Regions from separate parts of the Sus scrofa genome. Here region 1 is linked to region 2. Evidence: chromatin contacts called from public Hi-C data. All regions are on one chromosome and are shown on one strand. Each heading gives the region's core, a stretch centred on a gene start, on an enhancer-like site or on the middle of the called end of the contact. The rest is flanking DNA. Distances are from core to core; before and after follow the strand shown.

Region 1 (3,144 bases), core at 452-2,951, 62 kb before region 2:
ACAGCCACAGCAACACCAGATCCGAGCTGAAACTTTGACCTACACCACAGCTCACGGGAACGCTGGATCTTTAACCCACTGAGCGAGGCCAGGGATAGAACTCCCATCCTCATGAATACTGGTCCAGTTCGTTACTGTTGAGCCACAGTGGGAACTCCAATGCCATCCTTTTCCAAGTGCAGGGTGATCTGGCAAGGAGGCTGTGGAGACTGGCGGTGGTTCTGTGGACAAGTATAGAGGGGTTCCAATCTTGCTTGGTGCTTAGGAGCTGTGTGACTAGAGGAAATTCCTCAGCTCAGAGAAACTGAGCCTCAGTTGTAACCCATATAGTTTGTGAGGCTCGTCCTGTGCCAAGTGCCAGGCTGGGCTTGGCCCACAGTGAACAGGGTAGGTGGGAGATTGACAGTTAAAACACAGGCATGGGGGAGCCTAGAGGAAGCACCTGAGCCAGAGAAGGGGGTCCAGGAGGGCTTCCTGGAGAAAGTGACTTCTGGAAGCCTAATTCAGTTTGGTGGAGCGCTAAAGAGTGGCCTGGGCATTGGGGTTTGTGCAGGAACTTAGTGTAATTCAGTGTGTCTGGCATGGAGCATGTGTGCATGTATGGGGGGAGTGTCAGAGATTTCAGGGGTGGCAAAAGGGCCTATAGGTCCTTGCTGGTCACCTTAAAGAATTTAGACTTGGGCATTAGGAAGCCAAGGAAGGGACAAGACCAGGTCTGCGTGTTAAGAGTACGTTAGACTGTGGCTAATGGGTTGGACTGTGGCTAATGGCTGGACTGTGGGGACAGACTTGAAAGTGTTGAAGAGGCTGGTCCTCAAGTCACGAGTCCCAGCACCTGGGGAAACGTCAGGTTGGAGGGGAGTACCATGAGTTCGCTGTGTGTGGATCAGCTCAGGAGGGTGCTGGGGCTGAAGCTTAGAAAAGAGCTGTGGCTGGAACCTCCCTGAGTTTTAAAGGTCTCTCCCCACACTGCACAGCCCACTGCATGGAGTTTCCCCGCCCCCCAGCTTCCTCATCAGGTGCCAATCCCCGTTCTGTAGGTCTGGTTAGGCCTGAGCATCTGCATTCCTAACCAGCTCCCCTTGACGCTGCCATGCAGCAAGGCCACAGACCCAGGCAGGCTTTGAGTAGCTCCGGCTGCAATGGCAGTAGTTATTATTACAGATGCGAAAGGCCTCAGCTTCTGCAGGGTTTTAAAAGAGAAATCCATTTTGGCAACTTCAATTGCCTTTGGGGAAGTCAGCCAACAGCGGAGACGGGTCTAACGGGGGTGGGGGGTGGGGGGCGGTAGCCCCGCCCATTTGGGTGCCCCGAGTAGGTACTGCCTCTCTTATCAGACCGCGAGCTCCCCCGGAAGTGACTGGGCGGCAGGACCCCTCCCCATCCCCGCAGCTATGCAGTGAACACTTGTTAGAAGGGTGGAGACTGTCTCCAGGAGAAGACAGTATTTCCTGTGAGGTCTGATAAGGTCCAAGTGGGCGACGTGGGAAGCTGAAGGAACGTAGAAATGATGGTCCTTGAATCTTCCTTTTTTCTCTTAAGTCCGAGGGAACCTCAAAACTTGCCTCGCGGGGTGGGGAGGCCGGAAGAGCCCTCACCAAGATATTGGCACAGAGAGGCTGCCTGAGGCTGTCCTCTCCGGTGACATTCTGGGTTTAACAATCTGGGCTTCATTCCCAGAGTCCTATGGCCGCGAGGGGGCAGCACGGCGGGAGTGAGTTGGAGTTTCTGTGCCTCGTGACTGGCACTGGTTCCCACCTGGCCTGCCCTGGTCCGGGCTTGTCACAAGGGTGCTATTCCATATAAGACCTCCAGGTGGCGCCAGAGCCCAGGCAGCACTGCAGTTTGAGCCGGTACTTCTGGAGCTTTGAATCATCGCCTATTATTAAATGTTTTTCTCCTCCTCCCTCGACTTTTAAAATCCAGGTTCCAAAGGTGCCGGGAAGTCTTCTGGAACTTCTCCGTCTCCCTGCTGTCCCTCCACTTCTGCCTAAGAGGCTGGCGCGAGCAGGACGGAGATGCTGCCTTCACCTGGGGATGGGGACCCAGGCTCAGTGGAGGCTGGGTTTCAGGGACGACCTACCCTTCGCGGATCCGCCCCTGCCCCCAGCCTGGGAGCCCTGCAAGGGAGCCAGGCCTGGAAGCTCGGCCAAAAGAGAGCCGCTCCTTTCTCCCCATCTCCCACCCCAAGAAAGGAGGTGGTCCTCTGGCAACCCTGCCCTCCTTCCCCAGCGCTGGGCACCCAGTTAGCACTCAATAAATACCTATGTATGGATCTCAGCGTTATACAAGGCCCAGTCTTGGGACATGGTAGTGGGAACAAAGCAGAAGGGGCTGAGGCCCTTCCTCTCCTGGCTGCATCCCTCAGCCCCACATGTTACTCTGACCTCCACTTTCCCCAACTGCTATTTGAATTTCTGTTCACCCTGGGGTGCCCAAGTGATCTGCTTTATGTTGAGAAATGGGAGTGGGCAACCCAGGGCAGCTGTGGGGTTCTGAGGGGTCGTCTTAGCCTGGCACTTCCAAGCAGGGCACTTGCTGCTGGATTAGTGCCATGAGGCTGTTTCTGTGACATTTGGTGCTTGCAAAGTCTTCCAGCCACCACTTGCATATTGACAGGTCAGATGGGTGGAATCCTTCACACTGGAGGTGGGGGCATGGTTTGGGGGAAGGGGGGTGGAGAGGCAATTAGAGTGCCCTCCTCATCATCCTCACTTAGGAGGTCCTTGGTGAATGTTTGTCACCGTCGATGCCCCAGCAACAGAGGCCATAGAGTCACATGTCAGGTCCTTTAGAGGAAGGGAAGGACTTTTGGGGCTGGGGGGCTGCAAGGAATGTCCTGGAGGGTTGGGGCTCCGTGGGCTGACATGGAGGCTCCGTGGAGGTGACATGGCTGTGCTTGGGCAGGAAGGGGAGGGGGACGGAGATCCATCTCCACCCAGGGAGTGTGATCTGATTCTCCTGGGGGGGCTGTGCTTGGGGGGCTCCCCATCCTCTGACTGCTTCCCCCCTTCAGATCTTGTTCCTCCAGCCTCCAAGGGGCAGTACTGACAAGTGCTCATCCACATTCCTCCCCCCAGCTGTGGGCTGGCCTGGGGGCCTGGGTGCCATTCCCAGCCCACAAGTTCTCCCAGGGTTGAGTTG
Region 2 (3,129 bases), core at 482-2,981:
CTACCTCCTTCCCAGTCCTTGCCTGTTTTCCTTCCTTACTTTTTTTGGTGCTCATTCATTCATGCTCTGGCCCAGGTGAGCTTTTTGTAGTCTCTCAGTCATGCTGCCCTGTCCCCCTGAAACCTTTGTCTTTCCTGGAATATTCCTCCTCCCCCGCCTCACAGGGCTTCTCTCTAACTACCTTGTCTAAGCAGCCTTCTTCTTTCCTCTCTAATCCTACCTGGGGAGTACCCACTGTGGCTCAGCGAGTTAAGAACCCAACATAGTGTCCATGAGGTTGAGGGTTTGATCCCCAGTCTCGCTCAGTGGGTTAAGGATTCAGAGTTACTAAAAGCTGCACTAGAGGTCACAGATGAGGCTCAGATCTTGAGTTGCTGTGGCTGTGGCGTAGGCCAGCAGCCGTAGCTTGAATTCAACCCTAGCCCAGGAACTTCTACGTGCCACAGGTATGGCCATAAAAAGAAAAAAAAATTCTACCCGGGATTAGATAATGTAAACTTATTTCCTTGTTTATTATCTGTCTTGTTCACTGCTGTATCCCCAGCACTTAGATTATAATAGGTGCTCAGTAAAAATTTGCTGGATAGGAGTTCCCGTCGTGGTGCCACAGAAATGAATCCGACTAGAAACCATGAGGTTGCGGGTTTGATCCCTGGTCTCGCTCAGTGGGTTAAGGATCTGGTGTTGCCGTGAGCTGTGATGTAGGTCGCAGATGCGGCTCAGATCTGGTGTTGCTGTGGCTGTGGCATAGGCTGACAGCTACAGCTCCAATTAGACCCCCTAGCCTGGGAACCTCCATATGCCGCGGGTGTGGCCCTCAAAAGACAAAAGACCAAAAAAAATTGTTGAATAAATGAATGCCTGTGGCTGGACGAATATGGGAGCCATATAGTCTTCTCTGGTTATAGTCACAACAGCTGGCATCTGAGGTATATATGTGCTAGGTATTCAGGAGTGCTTCACCAGAGGCTTCAGTTTTATCATGTGTGAAATGAAGAAAATAAAAACACCTATCTCCAATACTCTTTTCGATGTTAAATAAGCCACACAGGAAGATGATACTCATATCAGACACTAAACGATTTTTATTACTACCATCTATAAAATGGGCATAACAGCGACCTACTATATAGAATTGTAAGCTCAGAAGTTTCTGGCAAGTGTAAAACGCTATTAAGTGATTGATGCTGTCATTATTATTATCGTCATCATCCTGCCATGCCGCCCCGCAGCTGAAAGATGTTTTAACTGATTTTTCATTTTAACTGATTTTTCATTTTTCAGATCCCTTTCCTCGATTGTCCCGGTGGCCTCGGGATGCTAGCCAGCCTTCGCCCATTCGGACTGGGTGCAGATATTCCTAGGCTGGGGATTTGGGCCCTCCTGGACCACAGGCTCCCAACGCCCCGCCCACGGGCCTGGACCGCCTGGGTCTCCATGGAAACCCACCAGCCACAAGGGGGCGTGACGCCGTGGAGACCGAAAGAGGCCTCTGCCTATTGGGTCAAAGTCATTTCGGAGAGGAACGCAAATGGGGCCTCTGACGGGTGAGTCCCTGCGGGAAGGCGGGAATACGCGCAGACTGTACCATCTCTACTAATCAAGGGCCGAGCTGGCTGTGATGGACAAGCGTAGCGGGAAAAGGCCCTCAGTGCGGGCTTTCACCCAACCCGCTGGCCGCAGAGCCGAGAAAGGGCCAATGAGGAGGCGGCGGGGGTGGGGCGAAGAGGCCGGTTGCTCCGGAAGTGGAGGGAGGGGGTGAAAATGGCGCCCAGCTCGAAATCGGAGCGGAACAGCGGGACTGGGAGCGGTGGCGGCGGCCCCGGGGGCGCCGGGGGGAAGCGGGCAGCGGGGCGGCGGCGGGAGCACGTCCTCAAGCAGCTGGAGCGGGTCAAGGTGAGGTCCGCAGTCTGGGAGGAGCGCTTCGGGGATTTGGGAGGAGGGACGAGAGAGGCGGAGGGAGGGAGGGCGTTAGCGGGGTGAGGGGTTGGGGGCGGAGCCCCGGGGAGGGGGCTCGGATGAAGGAGGTTGGGCGGGGCCGCGGGGAGAGGGTTTGGATGGGGGGGGCTAGGGCGGGAGGTTGATGGAGGGGCTGGGGGCGGGGTCCCTGAGAAGGGGCTTGGATGGAGGGGCCCTTAGAGGCTGCTGGAGGAATTAGGAGGAAGGGGGCCATACAGGGTCAGACTCATTTTTCAAAACCCTGCTACCATGGCCCCTCCGTTTCGGAGCCTTCCCGCCCCCCCCTTGGCAGAGATCCTGATACCGGCTTTGGGATTACTCCGCCTGGAGTTCCTTTCTCTGTCCAGCTCTGACCACACAGGAGCTGAGAGTTCTTGTAACTGCCTCTGTCTCCCCCATTGAATGGGAGGGAGCTCCCTGGAGAAGGCCTGTTCTTCAGCCACCTGAGCACAGACTGTAAACTCTCAGTGTGCTAGGATCAGTTTGGGAGCTCTGGGAGGGCAGACATGTGAATCTCTTGTCAGGTCAGCAGCAGGTGGGGCAGGACAGTGCCTTCATGGATAGGGAGTAGTATGCCTTGCCCTTTAGGCTGGGGACTCTGTGAGGCAAGGCTGAGTCTTCTTTTGACTGGAGCTCCGTGGGTAGGGACAGTCTCCACCCTCAGCCTGATTGCTCCCTGGGTTGGGCTGTGACTCCGCCCTTAGCTTGGAAGCTCCCTGGACAGGGATTGTGTCTCCCCAGCAGCCTGGGCCTTGCACACAGGGCTGCTTCACCAGACTGGGATCTCCTTGAGGGCTGGGCTGCATCTCCCCCATTAGACTGGGTAGCAGAACCGAAGGTGCTCGATGAAGGAATCAGTTGGAAGGCAGCAGTTATTGAGAAGGGGGAATGGGAAGGCCACTGGTCAGGCTTACCTTTCTGTCTGCCTCGACTGGCCCCCAAGGGGCCTGAGCCCCCAGTGTATAAGTGGGTGGGTTGGGAACAGGTGAATGTAGTTGGTCAAGCCCCATTCCAGCCTCCTTAGCAGACCTGGATGCCCACAGCTCATTGTGCAGTGAGGCAGCCATCAGTAAGGCAGCTAGGTGGCCTAGTGTGGGCCAGGGATAACTGGGCAACCTTCCTGGGAGAGGTGATGCCAGTGTTCATCCTCAGTTCCTGGGGGCTTGGGCA

The links. A called contact is a pair of places that touch in the nucleus more often than the background predicts.
Region 1: a Hi-C map of alveolar macrophages shows a contact between it and region 2, with 2.2 times the contacts expected there. The contact joins the enhancer-like site here to the promoter of DCAF15 in region 2. A contact is called at or near these places in 1 of 5 promoter capture datasets (liver), 3 of 47 Hi-C or Micro-C datasets (alveolar macrophages, blood and fetal heart ventricle) and 1 of 2 datasets of contacts at active chromatin or transcription factors (skeletal muscle).

The regions. Positions count from the first base shown.
Region 1 is chr2:65,274,303-65,277,446 of Sscrofa11.1, reverse strand. No RefSeq gene overlaps it. Among named protein-coding and RNA genes, the nearest start is that of MIR181D, 4.0 kb to the left of the region's middle. Within about 2 kb of position 1,701, at least 23 of the 83 cell types and tissues checked have an H3K27ac peak or open chromatin away from gene starts, as enhancers often do. A contact at or near this core is called in alveolar macrophages, where this site is marked.
Region 2 is chr2:65,212,116-65,215,244 of Sscrofa11.1, reverse strand. It overlaps DCAF15 (DDB1- and CUL4-associated factor 15), which reads left to right and starts at 1,731. Exons shown (of 11, transcript XM_021083706.1): 1 at 1,731-1,896. The coding sequence starts at 1,765.